Regions from separate parts of the Mus musculus genome. Here region 2 is linked to region 1. A link is a contact called in public ChIA-PET data. All regions are on one chromosome and are shown on one strand. The core of a region is the stretch at or near the end of the contact, and the rest is flanking DNA. Distances in the headings are between cores, read along the strand shown.

Region 1 (3,305 bases), core at 485-2,984:
AAGAAGGCATTTGCTATATCAATAGCTGTGAACCAGGTACCAGGAGATGTGTTAATTTGCTCAGGTAACAAAACTACATCTGGTATAGCAGCTGCAATCAGAGTTACTACCTGATTTAGTTTTCAATCGTCAACTGTCATTCTCCATAGTCTGTCTGTCTTCTGCACTGGCCAGATAGGAGATTCAAAGGGAGATGTGATGGGAACCACCATCCCTGCATCTTTCAAGTCCTTGATGGTGGCAGTAATTTCTGCAATTCCTCCAGTAATACAATACAGTTTTTGATTCACTATTTTCATTGACAGAGGCAACTCTAAAGGCTTCCATTTATCCTTTCCAACCATAATAGCACTCACTCCACAGGTCAGGGAACCAAATGTGAGAATTCTGCCAATTTCTAAGTATATCTATCCCAATTATGCATTCTGGAACTGGGGAAATGATCATAGGACGTGTTCGAGAACTTACTGGACCTACTGTGAGTCAGACATAAGTCAAAACTCCATCAATTACCATCCATCCTCCTTAAGCCCCTACTTTAACTGGAGGGCTACACCCCCTAATAGTGCTACTCCCAAGCCAAGTATATACAAACCATCACTGGCATAGACAAGAGGATCAAAGTTCAACCATCATGTTATATATAAAGCGTTCCAGGTTCTCTCTTCTCTTCTCTTCTCTTCTCTTCTCTTCTCTTCTCTTCTCTTCTCTTCTCTTCTCTTCTCTTCTCTTCTCTTCTCTTCTCCTCTCCTCTCCTCTCCTCTCCTCTCCTCTCCTCTCCTCTCCTCTCCTCTCCTCTCCTCTCCTCTCCTCTCCTCTCCTCTTCTCTTCCTCTCTCTCTCTTCCTCTTCCTCTTCCTCTCTCTCTCTCTCTCTCTCTCTCTCTCTCTCTCTCTCTCTCTCTCTCACCCTCTCTCTCTCTTCTGCTTCAACCTCTCTAGTCCTGGTATTAAAGGGATGATACCATACCCAGCTACCAAATCCTTGCATTGCTCCAGAAATTGACCTGAGTGTGGCAGTGAGGGAATGGACAAATGACAAACACACAGACACAGAAAAGTCAGAGTTGGGTGGAATTGATTCTCTAATTAAAAAGCCACGGTACCCTGGAAGATGTCAAACAGGAAGGTGAAATTATTGCACATAGATAAACAAGGAGTCAGGGTTATTGCATACAGATAACAAGGAGGCAAGTTTATCTAATTTAAGTAGGAACCGTCTCTGAAAGAGAGCAGTGTATAGCCACAAATTTCCAGGGAGAGAAAGCTACAGAGGACAATTTCTGCACACACTGTCAAGATTTGCATTCAGCCCAGAGGCTTTTCCATCCCTTTGAGCTTCACTCCCAGTGAGCTGAGGCATTGGAGTCTTTGACAAAGCTATGCCCTGTCAAGAATACTCATTCCCCCAGGATTTCACATATAATCAGCTGTATTTATACATTTAAATAAAATGTGCACCAAAGACAAATGAGAATCCAAAATGAAAGACAATCATTTTAGATTTTAGATGTATCGTCCTTTCCATTTAAATTAAGTCTAATCAACTAACTTTTAAAAGTCAGTTTAACTGCTGTTCACTCTTTCTGGGTTGGTAACCCACATCCCTTCTGTCAACTCCCAGTGAGTGTATCTTGTGGCCCTCTCGCTTCCTGTTGGTCTAAACCATAAGAAAGATAAACAGTTCTGAAGAAAGATGTGTATGGTGTGGAAAGGAGGATTTTATGGGTTAAATGCAATATCAAGGCATGTCTGGTCACTGTGCAAGCTGCTGCACCACTTGGACCATGTGATGCAGCAGACCCAATGGTAACTTGCTTGTGCCCATCCTGCTTCTTAATGACAAACAGTTCCTGTCTTGTAATGTTCAGCTTATAGTAGTGCCAAGTGGAACTCACTCAATAAATGATGTTTGAACCTGGAACTCTTCCCAACCAAAGGCTAGGTAGTATTGCACTCTACTGTGATGCTGGACTGGTCCTGAGGAGCTGCAGCGGTCTGTCAGCCTTATGGCCATAAAAGAAGCAACTGATACCTGCAGAGTATGAAATTGTTAAGCTATGACTTTAGGTAGGTTAGGAGAGTTTAATGCATTTTCTACTGTGATGCTTACATTTCTTTTGATAAGACAAAATATCATGACATAAAACTTTACAATGGCTATACTCCAACACACTGGGGAAGGCGTGGCAAAAGGCAAGGAAAGCACAGCAACAGAAGCAGAAAACCAGCTGAGCACATTTTCATCTGCACTCAGGAAGCAAAGGAGAGAGAGAGTACTGAAAGTGGGGAAGGCTATACACCCCCAAATCCTACCCCATTCATAGAACCCCTTCCAGCAAATCGCCTCCTCCTGGAAGTTCCATAATTTTACCAAACAGTACCACCAATTGGGACCACATATTCAAACTGATAAGGCTTTTTGAGATGTTTCTTATTTAAGCCATCACAATATTTTCAACTTATAATGGGATTATTGTCACTTAAAACCCACTGTAAGTGGGAGAGCCTCTATCTATCTATATAGTGGCCAAATTCTTTTGCTCTTCAAATTTTGGTATAGCCCTTGTGTTTGAGAATCAAACCCACCAGCATCACATAGGCATCTGTGGCCATTGGTGCCAGATATGCTTCAAAGGCATAGTACTTGTTCATTTACTCGTTGTTCATACATTCATTCTTTCTAGTCTTTTTTTCAATTAATCAAGTATTTTTCTGGTTTTGTTGCTTTAGGTAGTTATTAGATGTTTAATTATACATGTTTGTGTTATATTCTTTTAAGATTTCTTTGGAAATCATGTGATTCACTTAGTACAGTATGTTACCATGAAGCAATCAAGTTATACATTTTTTATGTTGTTCTTTCTTTTAGTTACATTTAATTTAGTCAGCTTTGAAATTCCTAAGTTAATTAACTTATTTAAACATTTTGTTTGCATAGGTAGCAGATGCTCAGCCTCCATGTGGTTCCCCCAGCAATGAGGGGTGTCCCTAAATCTGTAGCCTGACTGTAAAATCTGATCCCCAACAGGGCTACCTTGTCTGGTGCAGGGAGAGAAGATTTGCCTAATCCTGCAGAGACTTCATGCACCTGCGTGGGGGACATATAGGAGGTACCCACCCTCTCAGAGAAAAAGGGGAGGGAGAGTGGTAGGACTCTGAAAGGGGGGACAGGGAGGGGAGTGTCTTGGATGTAAATTAATTAAAATCTTAATTTTTAAAAAAAAAAACTATGTTTGCATCCTCACCCACCCATCCACCTCACCACCTACTACTGCAGGTGGGAAAGCTGGCCCTAAAGTCATGA
Region 2 (3,305 bases), core at 305-2,804, 170 kb before region 1:
ACCAAGATGAACTCTCAATTCTGAATATCTATGCTCCAAATGCAAGGGCATCCACATTCATTAAAGAAACTTTAGTAAAGCTCAAAGCACACATTGCACCTCACACAATAATAGTGGGAGACTTCAACATCCCACTCTGGCCAATGGACAGAACTTAGAAACAGAAACTAAACAGAGACACATGGACACTAACAGAAGTTATGAAACAAATGGATTTAACAGATAGCTACAGAACATTTTATCCTAAAACAAAGAATATACCTTCTTCTCAGCACCTCATGGTCCCTCCTCCAAAATTGACCACATAATTGGTCACAAAACAGGCCTCAACAGATACAAAAATATTGAAATTATCCCATGCATCCTATCAGATCACCACAGACTAAGGCTGATCTTCAATAACAGCATAAATTACAGAAAGCCAAAGTTCACGTGGAAACTGAACAACACTCTACTCAATGATATCTTGGTTAAGGAAGAAATAAAGAAATTAAAGACTTTTTAGAGTTTAAAGAAAATGAAGCCACAACATACCCAAACATACGAGAACAATGAAAGCACTCCTAAGAGGAAAACTCAGCTCTGAGTTCCTCAAAAAGAAACTAGAGAGAGCACACACTAGCAGCCTGACAGCACACCTATAAGTTCTAGAACTAAAGGAAGCAAATTCACCCAAGAGAAGTAGATAGCAGGAAATAATCAAATTTAGGGTGGAAATCAACCAAGTGGAAACAAAAAGAACTATTCAAAGAATCAATCAAACCAGGTGCTGGTTCTTTGAGAAAATCAACAAGATAGATAAACCCTTAGCCAGGCTAACTAGAGGGCAAAGGAACAACATCCTAATTAACAAAATCTGAAATGAAAAAGGAGACATAACAACAGAACCAGCGGAAATCCAAAACATCACCAGATTGTATTACAAAAAGCTATAGTCAACACAACTGGAAAACATGGATGAAATGGACAATTTCCTAGACGGATACCAGGTTCCAAAGTTAAATCAGGATCAGATTAATGATCTTAACAGTCCCATTTCCCCTAAAAAAGTAGAAGCAGTCACTAATAGTCTCCCAAACAAAAAAAGCCCAGGACTTAGCACAGAGTTCTATCAGGCCTTCAAAAAGACTTAATTCCAATTCTCAAACTATCCCACAAAACAGAAACAGAAGGTCCTCTACCCAATTCATTCTATGAAGCCAAAATTACTGTGGTTCCCAAACTACATAAAGATCCAAGTACAAGTATCGTATAAGCCAAAGGCTCTTTTTGAGACTGGGTCTCAAGTACCTAGGCTGGCCTTGAACTTGCTATGAAGTGAAGGCTTGCCTTAAACTCCAGATCCTCTAGCCGACTCAATCTCCCAGGAGCTGGGATTTAATGGCATGCATCCCCACACCCTGATCCTATAGGCTCTTAATGCCATAATAGGGTAAATACAGATTTGAGAAAGTGGGCAGGTGTTTGCCTTGCAAGCTGTAACCACTTCTGTCACGTGGGGGCGGGGTCTGCCACGGATTCTGGCGGCCGGAAGTTTCCCAGCAGGAAGAGGCGGGCTGGTGTTGGAGGAAAAGAGCGCCAGGAAGGTCCTGGTTTTGTCGCTGACTACACTGCTGCCAGACTGCTCCGTTATGCTGGTGGTTGGCTCCGAGCTGCAGTCCGATGCTCAGCAGCTGAGCGCGGAAGCCCCACGGCATGGAGAACTCCAGTACCTGAGGCAGGTGGAGCACATTTTGCGCTGCGGCTTCAAGAAGGAGGACCGCACGGGCACTGGCACCCTGTCGGTGTTCGGCATGCAGGCACGATACAGCCTGAGAGGTAACTGGGGCTGGTCTGCATTAGCGGGAGGACGTCCGGCAGGCAAGCTGGGCACGCGGAGACGCCGGGCGAGCGTTCTTGGATAGCCCTAACCCGGGCTCTGAGGTTCTAGGAGTCCTAAACTTCCCGTGCGCGACCCAGGTGACAACTACTTCAAGTAAACCAGGTTCTGAAGGTCTGCCTTTGACCTTAGTCCCTGTTAAACCTTTTCTCCCGAATCCAGTTTCAACCAGTTGTGCGGCCCAGAGGGAGGGAGTGGGAAGAAACCTGCGGGAGCTTGTCCAAATCCTGCTCTGAGGTCTTGACTTTGCTCCTCTTCTTCCTCCCCTTATCTCCTGCTCCCCTTTGCTGCTGCTTTTAAAATTGGAGCGAAAATGGCTTGGGCGGTGCTACGGCTGCGCGGGAAAGGGGGAGACCCGGGCCTTAGGCGGGAACTGTGGGGTTTTTCCTTCCAACAGCCTTGGCTTTTATATTTTATTTTATTTTATTTTATTTTATTTTATTTTTGGTTTTTCGAGACACAGTTTCTCTGTGTAGCCCTGGCTGTCCTGGAACTCACTTTGTAGACCAGGCTGGCCTCGAACTCAGAAATCCGCCTGCCTCTGCCTCCCAAGTGCTGCAGCCTTGGCTTTTAAAGAGTAACAAGAGGCTGTTGAGGAGCAAAGGATGGAATCAACCACAGGGCCTGGAAGGGCACAGAACCTCCTAGGTGTTGGCTGAGGATGGGGGTGCTAATGGTGGCATTCAGGAAACATGAAGAGCAACCTGACACTGGAGTAGAGAGTAGCTTTGAGTGGGGATATGGCCGCTCTTAGGACATTTGCTTAGTCTCAAACATTTTCTGGAGCTGTAAACTACAGCTTCTACTGCACAGATTGGTCCAGCCTAAAGGACCTCCCAAGAATTGTGGACCCTGATGAACCACAGACCTTTTAATTCACGTCCTCTGCTTAGACTGTGGACAGGTTTTTTTTTTTTTTTTTTTTTTTTTTTAAAGTATAGTTGTGTTTTGTTTTTGTCCTTTACCTCTCTAGTGTTCATTCAGCTTTTCGATGATGTTAAAGCTGGAAGTAGTGCTCTGGTTGCAAAACCTTCACTCAGACTACACCACTAACCTGAGCATTTTCACTTTGCCTTGTGGGTTGCCTCACCTGCACCACCCCTTTGCCTCTTAAGCTGTGGACACTTGTGCATTTCCTTTGGGTACCTGCGAAGTGGAGGTCACAAAGTTCCCTGATAGCCATTCCGAGGAGTAAACAATTCTGTTTCCATATACTAGGTCAGTTTGCTTTCCAAATATTTGAAAACTGTTCAGTTTTTACATGATTGATATCACCTCTATGCCCATGGCATAGTGGACTTGGGGCGAGGTGCTTTTAGGCTGTGTCTGAGGCCACATTTTGTATGATGCCATTACAGCCCAGTGATCGAATTCACAGTGGCTGATTAGTGGGTGGGGACTTTTTGCCACATGGGTATCCCCTGGA

The links. ChIA-PET counts read pairs in DNA pulled down with a chosen protein or histone mark.
Region 2: a contact with region 1 is called in an RNA polymerase II ChIA-PET map of effector CD8 T cells, with 13 read pairs. The contact joins the promoter of Tyms here to the enhancer-like site in region 1. A contact is called at or near these places in 5 of 115 datasets of contacts at active chromatin or transcription factors (the 230-238 cell line, effector CD8 T cells, embryonic fibroblasts and 2 more).

What each region holds. Positions count from the first base shown.
Region 1 is chr5:29,900,305-29,903,609 of GRCm38.p6, reverse strand. No RefSeq gene overlaps it. Among named protein-coding and RNA genes, the nearest start is that of Il6, 110 kb to the left of the region's middle. Within about 2 kb of position 1,734, at least 40 of the 459 cell types and tissues checked have an H3K27ac peak or open chromatin away from gene starts, as enhancers often do. A contact at or near this core is called in the 230-238 cell line, effector CD8 T cells and memory CD8 T cells, where this site is marked.
Region 2 is chr5:30,071,874-30,075,178 of GRCm38.p6, reverse strand. It overlaps Tyms (thymidylate synthase), which reads left to right and starts at 1,554. Exons shown (of 7, transcript NM_021288.4): 1 at 1,554-1,818. The coding sequence starts at 1,632.